3 separate regions of the Mus musculus genome follow, and all the other regions are linked to region 2. The links are chromatin contacts, called in public ChIA-PET and promoter capture Hi-C maps. All regions are on one chromosome and are shown on one strand. The core of a region is the stretch at or near the end of the contact, and the rest is flanking DNA. Distances in the headings are between cores, read along the strand shown.

What was found. Promoter capture Hi-C pulls out the DNA fragments that hold promoters and counts their contacts. ChIA-PET counts read pairs in DNA pulled down with a chosen protein or histone mark.
Region 1: a promoter capture Hi-C map of pre-B cells shows a contact between it and region 2. The contact joins the enhancer-like site here to the promoter of Ddx25 in region 2. A contact is called at or near these places in 13 of 39 promoter capture datasets (the C10 cell line, the HPC-7 cell line, cranial neural crest and 9 more), 1 of 15 datasets of contacts at CTCF or cohesin (large pre-B cells), 13 of 115 datasets of contacts at active chromatin or transcription factors (the 230-238 cell line, the SCID.adh cell line, acute myeloid leukemia and 9 more) and 3 of 9 other capture datasets (adipose tissue, liver and pancreatic islet).
Region 3: a contact with region 2 is called in an RNA polymerase II ChIA-PET map of memory CD8 T cells, with 18 read pairs. The contact joins the enhancer-like site here to the promoter of Ddx25 in region 2. A contact is called at or near these places in 4 of 39 promoter capture datasets (the 3T3-L1 cell line, 3T3-L1-derived adipocytes, the C10 cell line and 1 more), 1 of 484 Hi-C or Micro-C datasets (the HPC-7 cell line), 3 of 115 datasets of contacts at active chromatin or transcription factors (effector CD8 T cells, memory CD8 T cells and stem cell-derived neural progenitor cells) and 2 of 9 other capture datasets (adipose tissue and liver).

The regions. Positions count from the first base shown.
Region 1 is chr9:35,246,251-35,248,950 of GRCm38.p6, forward strand. All of the region lies in intron 1 of Fam118b (family with sequence similarity 118, member B), which reads right to left. Among named protein-coding and RNA genes, the nearest start is that of Fam118b, 20 kb to the right of the region's middle. Within about 2 kb of position 1,346, at least 6 of the 459 cell types and tissues checked have an H3K27ac peak or open chromatin away from gene starts, as enhancers often do. A contact at or near this core is called in pre-B cells, where this site is marked.
Region 2 is chr9:35,557,180-35,559,879 of GRCm38.p6, forward strand. It overlaps Ddx25 (DEAD box helicase 25), which reads right to left and starts at 1,291. Exons shown (of 12, transcript NM_013932.4): 1 at 1,159-1,291; 2 at 506-572; 3 at 203-250. The coding sequence starts at 1,221. Pus3 (pseudouridine synthase 3) reads left to right here and starts at 1,381. Exons shown (of 5, transcript NM_023292.5): 1 at 1,381-1,554; 2 at 2,124-2,338.
Region 3 is chr9:35,060,404-35,063,103 of GRCm38.p6, forward strand. The region is part of intron 1 of St3gal4 (ST3 beta-galactoside alpha-2,3-sialyltransferase 4); the gene reads right to left. Among named protein-coding and RNA genes, the nearest start is that of Gm51705, 7.0 kb to the left of the region's middle. Within about 2 kb of position 1,323, at least 55 of the 459 cell types and tissues checked have an H3K27ac peak or open chromatin away from gene starts, as enhancers often do. A contact at or near this core is called in the HPC-7 cell line, adipose tissue, memory CD8 T cells and 1 more, where this site is marked.

The sequences.
Region 1 (2,700 bases), core at 96-2,595, 310 kb before region 2:
TTTCTTTCTTTCTTTCTTTCTTTCTTTCTTTTTTTTTTTTTGTTTTTTGTTTTTTGAGACAGGGTTTCTCTGTATAGCCCTGGCTGTCCTGGAACTCACTTTGTAGACCAGGCTGGCCTCGAACTCAGAAATCCGCCTGCCTCTGCCTCTCGAGTGCTGGGATTAAAGGTGTGCGCCACCATTGCCCGGCAGAAGTCATTTTCTGCCTAACATCTATGTTTACAGAGAACCAACCAACCAAAAATAATAACAACAAAACCGATAACTTCTTTCACACAAACCACAATCTCTGGGGATGTGATTTAAAGTAACACTAAGGAAGGCAAACATATTTATGTGCCCTCCCTCCATAAACATGGTTCCAAAAATCCATTACTTAGACAAATTAAACCCAAGTAAAGCCATTGAGCACTGAGAAAGTATAGTAAATGAAACTTAATATAAGTTTTGAATACTGGAATATTCATGATTTAGTGTTCAATTCAAATACTAAGTCAGTTTTGTTTAAAAATTTAAAAATTGCTGGGCAGTGGTAATACAACACATGGGAGGCAGAGGCAGGTGGATCTCTGAGTTTGAGGCATCACAGTCTACAGACAGAGCTCCTGGACAGTCAAGGCTGCACAAAGAAATCTTGCCTCAAACAAACAAACAAACAGACCAAGACAAAACATAGTACTTATTACAAGACATGTACAATCTGTAACTATTAGTTAATTTAATCCCTAAAACCTTAATTGGGTATTATAGATTGACTCTTACATGAAAATCTAAAATTCAAAGTGTTCTAAAATTGAAAACATTTGGACCCCTGATAAGATGCCAACAAGTACAAAACTCTATTCCTGACAACAAATTACAGTAAAAATGCAGGTTCACTAAAAATATTCTTTACAATACCATCAGGCTATGTGTACATAAAAAAAATAAATAAATAAAAACCATGTTTCAGACTTATGCCTCATTTCCAAGATACCACATTGTGTGAACCTAAATATTAAAAAAAACAAGAACAACAACAAAAAACAAAACCCAAACCTGAAATGAAATACTTGTGGTCTCAAACATTTAAGAAAAGGAAGGGGTCTCAACCTGCACGATTAACTTACTTTACGATGAGAAAGCTACAGCACAAAAACCTTTGGTACTTCGTTTCAGAAGGCAAACCACAGCAACTCAGCTTGTAATGCCATGTTCTCAGTAACACCACTGCTAGTTTTTTAGCTTTAAAATATTTCAAGTCCAGAACTAATTTTTTAAGTGCTAAAATTGTAGCAAGCAGATGTACTTGATGGCCATTTCACAATTAGTCATAGTGGCAGTATGCACTATGCAGCCCGCTCAGTGTGGAAGCTGGAAGAACTGTGTGTTACACACTTCTAGCTGCCGCTGGCCACCAACACAGCTCTGGGAAACAGAGAAATGCATCATTTGCTTTGTTGGATTTTCAACCTGACTACTGGTTAATTTCTGATGCTTTTCTCTACAGGACCTTGCTGAAGGCTCATTTCAGGGGTTGAAGTTTAAGGAAACTAAAACACTCAACAGGTTCTGACTGGAATGTTTAGGTCCGCACCGAGAAGCTGAATCAAAAGTAATTCTGTATGTCTTTATCCCAGCTGTTCACCCATTCATCTTAATTTTGAGCAGACTAATGCTCGGTCCTCAATAAAGGGATATGTCACATGAGAAATGTGCCTATCCCAGTGAGTACGTTGTAAAATTGTTCTTAGTCATTGAGTATTGTTTTGGGGCAGCACTTACCCTGAACACTACATAGTGCTGCTAAAGAGCTTCAGAGGTAAGTACGGCAGTCTGGCAGAGAATCCCTAACATGTACCAACTAGTTAGTTCACACGTGAATTATGCTCTGTGACTACTGTTTGAGCTTTCATCTAGGTGGAATTTGCTATGTATAAGAAGTGAGTGGAGTCCTGAGTGAATGTGTGTTGTTTCCTTGGGCACGGCCAGGCCAAGGACTTTTCAGGGACCCCAATGAGAGAAGAAAAGCCTTCCTCAGATGAGGCTCAATGGCAAAGCCTTCCTGGGGTCTAAGTGCAGATGTTAACAACATGTGCAGACAATGTCCACTATAGCTGTCTACCATCAGATATTTATGACCTGAAGACTTCTCTCTGACACAGACTGTTCCTACTGAGATTAACTAAGCTTGCCTCCTTGTTCAGCTGTATGGGATAACTCTTCCGCCCTTGCAGCTCTATAATAATAAACATACTGAGCTGGCTTTAGCTTCTCCATTAGAGAGCCTAGACCATCCAATCCCATCCTTTCTTTCTGTCTCTCTTTTCTTATTTTTGTTTTCCTTTCTGCCCTGGTCGAGTCAATCTCTGAAGCCTTGGACAAGGCAGTGGTAGTAAGTGGAAACAGTTTTCTGTCACATGTAAACAGAGGCATTACCTGTGGCAGTGGGTGTCCTTGTTACTCCAATGACTCTGAAACCACTGAGAAGTCCTTCAAGGCTAACAGAATATATGAAAATCAAAGGCAGATGCTTAGTGAACACTAACAAAAGTGACAGTGGTGTCTTTAACACAATTTCCACGACAAATTTTCCAAATGAGAGAGAATACTTGGCAGGATGGTAATCCCAGATCATGAGTGGTAGAGACAGAAGGATCATGAGTTCAAGGCCAGCTTCAGTTACATAGTGAATTCAAGGCCAACCTGGGTCTGCATGAG
Region 2 (2,700 bases), core at 41-2,540:
CTACACCTTGCAGTTTTCATTTCAACGTAGTCTAAAGGAATGCACCCCCCTCCTAATTCAGTACTCCCCCCCCATAGTATTCATTCAAAAAGAAAACAAAGATAGTGCTTTCCCAAGGAAATTAATCCTTTTAGCACAGTCAAAGCGATGGTAAACCAAGCAGCAGAGCTAATAGGTACATTCAGTCGAGCTTGTCTCCTACCTACATCGTCTTCATCATCATCATCATCTTCCGTGTTAAGAGAGCCGTCTATGAGGGTAAAAGGGAAAATAAGAAGCATAAAGAAAAATGTTGAGTGGAAACATACAATGCATTCTCAGAACGTCTCACAGACGCTACAGTGTATGCAAACAGAGCCATCTCCTGCAAGAGTAAAGCGATGTGCCTGAGGAGGTGGAGGATTTTCAGTGGAGAGGAAGGAAGCCAAAGCTATTTCATGGCAGATACATGGGGAAAGCAAAGGTGTTAATTAAGCCAGTCTTGCTTTAGCCTAACAACACTCACCTATGTTTGGGACTGTGGTACTCCTAATACCACGAAGGTTCTTCCTGGGATGGACGAGATTTGAAAACTATTGAAAGGCACAAAATTCAACCAAGGTTAGGAAGCAGGACATCAAGCAAGAAGCATGGCGCTATCCTACAGCAAGGGGAGGGAAGACCACCTCAAACTGCTTCCTTTGCAATGTTAAGGGTTAATGATTTCATTATAAGAATCTGTGTAATTGTATGAATTCTCATATAATAGAATGGGGGCTTCCATAGTCTCTCTTTATAAGGGCTCTTAGTTTGAATATGGGCAGCATCTGGGTGATGGGTGGTTTACAACTACAAGGGGAAGGTGGCTATGAAGATGAGAAGCCTGCTAAATGGTCAAAACCAGGATAGGAGAAAACTCAGTACAGATAGGACTAGCAGCTGCGCACTCTCTCTGTATTTCCTGAGGGGGTCTCTGCCCTTTCAAATCAAAGGTCGGTCCTTTCTGGGAGTCTCCTTTTCTGTGGCCTTTCCAGCCCAGCCCCCCATCACTTGACACCCCCCATCACTTGACACCCCGCTCTAAACGCCGGCCGGGCGCTCCCCTTCCCAGGGGACTTCCCTCGGGAGTCCCTGTTCTAGCCCCCGCCCCTGGGCCCTCCCCTGCTCAGCGGCAGTTACGTGGCTGTTCAGCCGCTCGCTCTCCGCCGCCCCGGCGTCGCCTCCCCAAAGTAACGACGCCATAGCTGCGGTCTCCGCTCTCGCCCCTGGCACGTGCTGCCACCCCCGCGCGGGGCAGCGCCGGCTCGGCTCAGTGGCCAATGGTCAGGCTCCGGGACCGGCGTCCGCCTCGCGACCACCCGTGGCGCGGCGCAGTGCGCAGGCGCGGGCCCGGCGCGGGGCGGGCGGAGGGAGAGAGGTGCGGGGCGCAGCTGTGCGGGACACCCGCGAGCTTTCCGTTTGACCAGCCGGCCATCCGCACAGCAGAGAGAAAGTGGGCACGGAGGCGGTACACACACCGCGCTGCAGGCTCTCGTGCGGGTATCTCTCCCGACAGCCCCGCTTGGGCATCACCAGGTGTGAGGTTGCACAGTGGAGGGAGAGATGGGCTTGACCAGAGGTTCAGAAGGAAAACAGAACTCAAGTGCGGACATGTGTCCAGGATACCTGTGATGTGCCCACATACACGCATATTTTAATTTTTATTCTAAGGAGGGGTCTCCTTTTAAAGCAATCTGGACCACCACTATCTATATCTATGACATGTATTGCACAGCTCTGGGGTAGCTCTTTGGTCCAACCTTATGCTAAGTTTGGACCAAAGAACCAGGATTTTCAGTTTTCTGACTGGAATTTTAAGACTTGGGGCAACATTTCTATAATTGTCAAAAGCAGAAACTCAAAACTGGAGCCATGATCTCTCCGTGGTGCTGAAGCAGAATTCCTTGGCCCTGTTCTGTCGCAATCTTTCAGTGTTTTCAGGTCAAAGCATTTCCCTTTAACCCTTACATTTACATTCTAGTAGTAAATGTTTCGACTCTCAAGGTTAAATTTCTGTTAATTAAACGATGTTGGGACAGGATCTTCAATCTCTTAGTTTTCATATAGGATAGCCAGCATTTGAAAATCTTTTTTTCTCATTTTAGACCAGACTATATTTCTCGTATTGGCTTGCGGTAAAGAGGAAGCTGCATCAGAAACCTGCGCATGCGGTGGGCTTCGGCTAAAAGCCCACACCGTGCCTTCCGAACTACATTTCCCAGAACCGTCGGCGCACGCTTGGTGAAGCCGCGCATGCTTACTGAAGACGGAAAGCCATAGCTTCCGGCTAGCCGCATGGCCGCCTACTGAGGACCGGAAGGTGAGTTAAACTCTGAGTTGGGCATCTTTGAGTTCTAGAGAGGAATGAACAGATGGAGGCTGAACTGCTACCTTCTGCCCTGGTATTTAAGTGTTTAAGAAGGCCTTGGTGTATGAAATGGGACTTAGGACAACGCATATCGTGTCGTGCCTGGAACTTCTAGCAGCTAGGAAATCCCATCGGCGGGGCTTAGAGTCTGTAACTAGTTTAGAGGGCCTCTACTACATCAAAATTGCTCAAATATGAACAGTGGAAGCCCATTAATTATGCTATGGAAGGAAGGGGTGGCGGGAAACTTTGGGTTTTGTTTTACACAATTCTTTTCAGAGTTGATTAATGGTCGTAGCGCGTCTCAAACCCTT
Region 3 (2,700 bases), core at 73-2,572, 500 kb before region 2:
TAGGATACCTCATATGGTTTAAATGTGAGCCCTTACGTTCATGCATTGAAAACTTGATCCTGAATGTGTGGTATTGGGAGACGGGACCTATAAGGAGATGTGTAGGGCTCAGTAATAGAAAACCTGTCTAGCGTTCCTTTCTCAGTACTTTGGGCAGAGAGTTCTGCCCTCATGAGTGAACCAGTGTCCTCCCCTTGCACCCCCCACACACAGAGGAATGGATTCTGTAAGCTGGAAATGGAGTTATTATAATAAGACAAATTTGGCCTCTCACCCTCTCCCCTACTTCCACTCTCTGCCCCTCCTTCTGCCTCCATCTGTCCGAAGATGAATCAGCCAGAAGGCCTCATCTTGGATTTTGCATCCTCCATAACCATGATCTAAATGAACGTCTATTCATTATACAGTATCCAGGCTACAGAATTTGGTTAAAGCAGCACAAAGCAGACTAAGAATGATCTAATCTTGATAAGTAGGGCAAGTACTGTTACAAATACCCGAAAACGTGAAATTACCTTTGGAACCGGCTAGAGAGGAGAGGCTAGAAAAAAATCCGCATGTGCAGGCTAGGAAAAGTTAAGGTGAACAGAGAGTCAGGCAAGGGCTCACATTAGAACTGTAGGGAAAGTCTGGACTTTCTTATACATTACACAAGTGGTGCAGAAACTAGAGTAAAAACCATCCTAGTAATAAAGTGGCTAACAATATGGCTGAATTGTTAGTGCCCTAAAACTTTACAGAATAGGAGGAAAGAGGATATTTGGTGGAAGAAGCTTGGTCACAAAGCACTCAGGATGCTGTGTGGCTTAACTGTCCACCCTAGATTGTGAGTAGAAAGATGTGATTGTAAAGTGGAATCTAGAAATCAAATAAAACAGAACTTAGGGATCTGAAGGGTTCTCAGCCTGAACTCTGCAGAAAATTAAAAGCAATTTCATGAAAGAAAAATGCAGGTGTGGCTAAGTAATCATTTGATAGAGTAGGATAGACAGAGTGAGGTCTGAGTCTATTCACACAGGACAATGGGAGAATGACCCCAAAGGCCCCTTGGAGACTTCTATTGAGGTCCCTCCCATTTCACACCCAGAATGCCAAGCTTCAGAGAGAAAAATAATCAGAAGAGAAGCCAGATCTTGGGGCTTGTTGCCAAGGGCTAAGATAAGCCTTCACACCCTACATTCTTCACAGCCTCCTGCTGTCTCAACCGCTCCTCTCTGGAGAATTTTGACCCATCCTCCTAAAATTACCACAAGACAAGCTGTGGCAGTGGTCACTCAGTGCCAGCTCTGTAGATACAGGATGTAAGAGCAGTGGGGCATGACTTCCTCTGCCTGGATTTCAAAAGATATGATAGCAGCCCGGGACCTGGGCATAGGCAGAGCCAGCAAAGAAGACTTTCAGGAAGGCAAGGCCTAGCAGAACTATGGAGTCAGAACACAATAGAGTCCTAGGAGGTCTAGTGGAACCACAGGGTGGGGTGGAACCATCCACAGGGTGAGGCAGAGCCTTCCATGAGATCTCAGAATTGTCAGGCAACCAGAATGTACACAGACCAGTTACAGTGTACTCTCTTCTTATTACTTCTATTGTCTATCTCACTATTCTAGTGACTAAATAATTCAAAGGCCAAAAAAAAAAAAAAATTGCTATGAGAATGAAGAAATTGTCTCAGGCTACTTGATTACATGGTGAACCTCAAGATTGTATACTGGGAAAACGTGTCTCTAGTTGTGACATGGCTCAGCCCTAGCACACACCTTTAATCCAAGAGCTTTCTGTTTATTGTAAACAAGATTAAATAAAGTCAACCATAGGTCAAGAGGCAGAGCAAGCAACCAGTTAACAGGAAGTGAAGACAGGAAAGTACCATAGAGTGAGAGCAAGTCAGGAGGAGGGAGAGAGAGATGAACAGGAAGTGGAGAAGGAGAAAGGGCTTTTTCCTTCTGGGATGTTGGCTGAAGAGGAAGGTTGGCTGGGTGCTTTCCCAGCTCCTCTGAGCCATCAGGCTTTCACCCCAGCATCTGGCTCCTGGGTCTTCATTTGGTGAATCTAACAACTGGGATTTTATTTTAAAAGCAAAACAACATTTGGTGCTCCAACCTATGGCATGACACCACAGACAGAGAAATCACTCCAGCTGAGGACAAACTGAGAAGACATCTGATTTATTAAGTCACCTAAGAAGTCTTCAAGAAGAGAGTTCAGGATGGGAAATACCATAATACAAGACACTAGGACTCCATATAGTGCTACTTTAGATGGCTTGAAAATACAAGCAGAAAATAAAAGACTAAATGGACTTGACTGAAATTTGCTCAATACCAACTATGATTATTATCATTTGATTATTTCATATTTTATTTTTAATAGCCATAGTAGCTTTCTGTAACCGCTCAAAGGAAAAATATTTATAGAGATACAATAAAAATAAAGCCATGAAAAGTAGATTAATAAGATACAAGCTTTAGAGAGACTCATAAATGAAAATAGGAAAAATATTCAGACACAGAGAAATTTAGACAAGAACCTACCCTGCATGATGAAACTGAAGAAGGGCTGCCCCAGGTTGTTAGAAAACCAACCTTAGTTTATCTAATTACTATACAAGACCTACCAGCAGATGATAGGCACCCCCAAGGTTATGAAGAAATTTCAGGGAATCCTATAGATTTGAGGAGATTTAAGGAAGCGATCATTTCA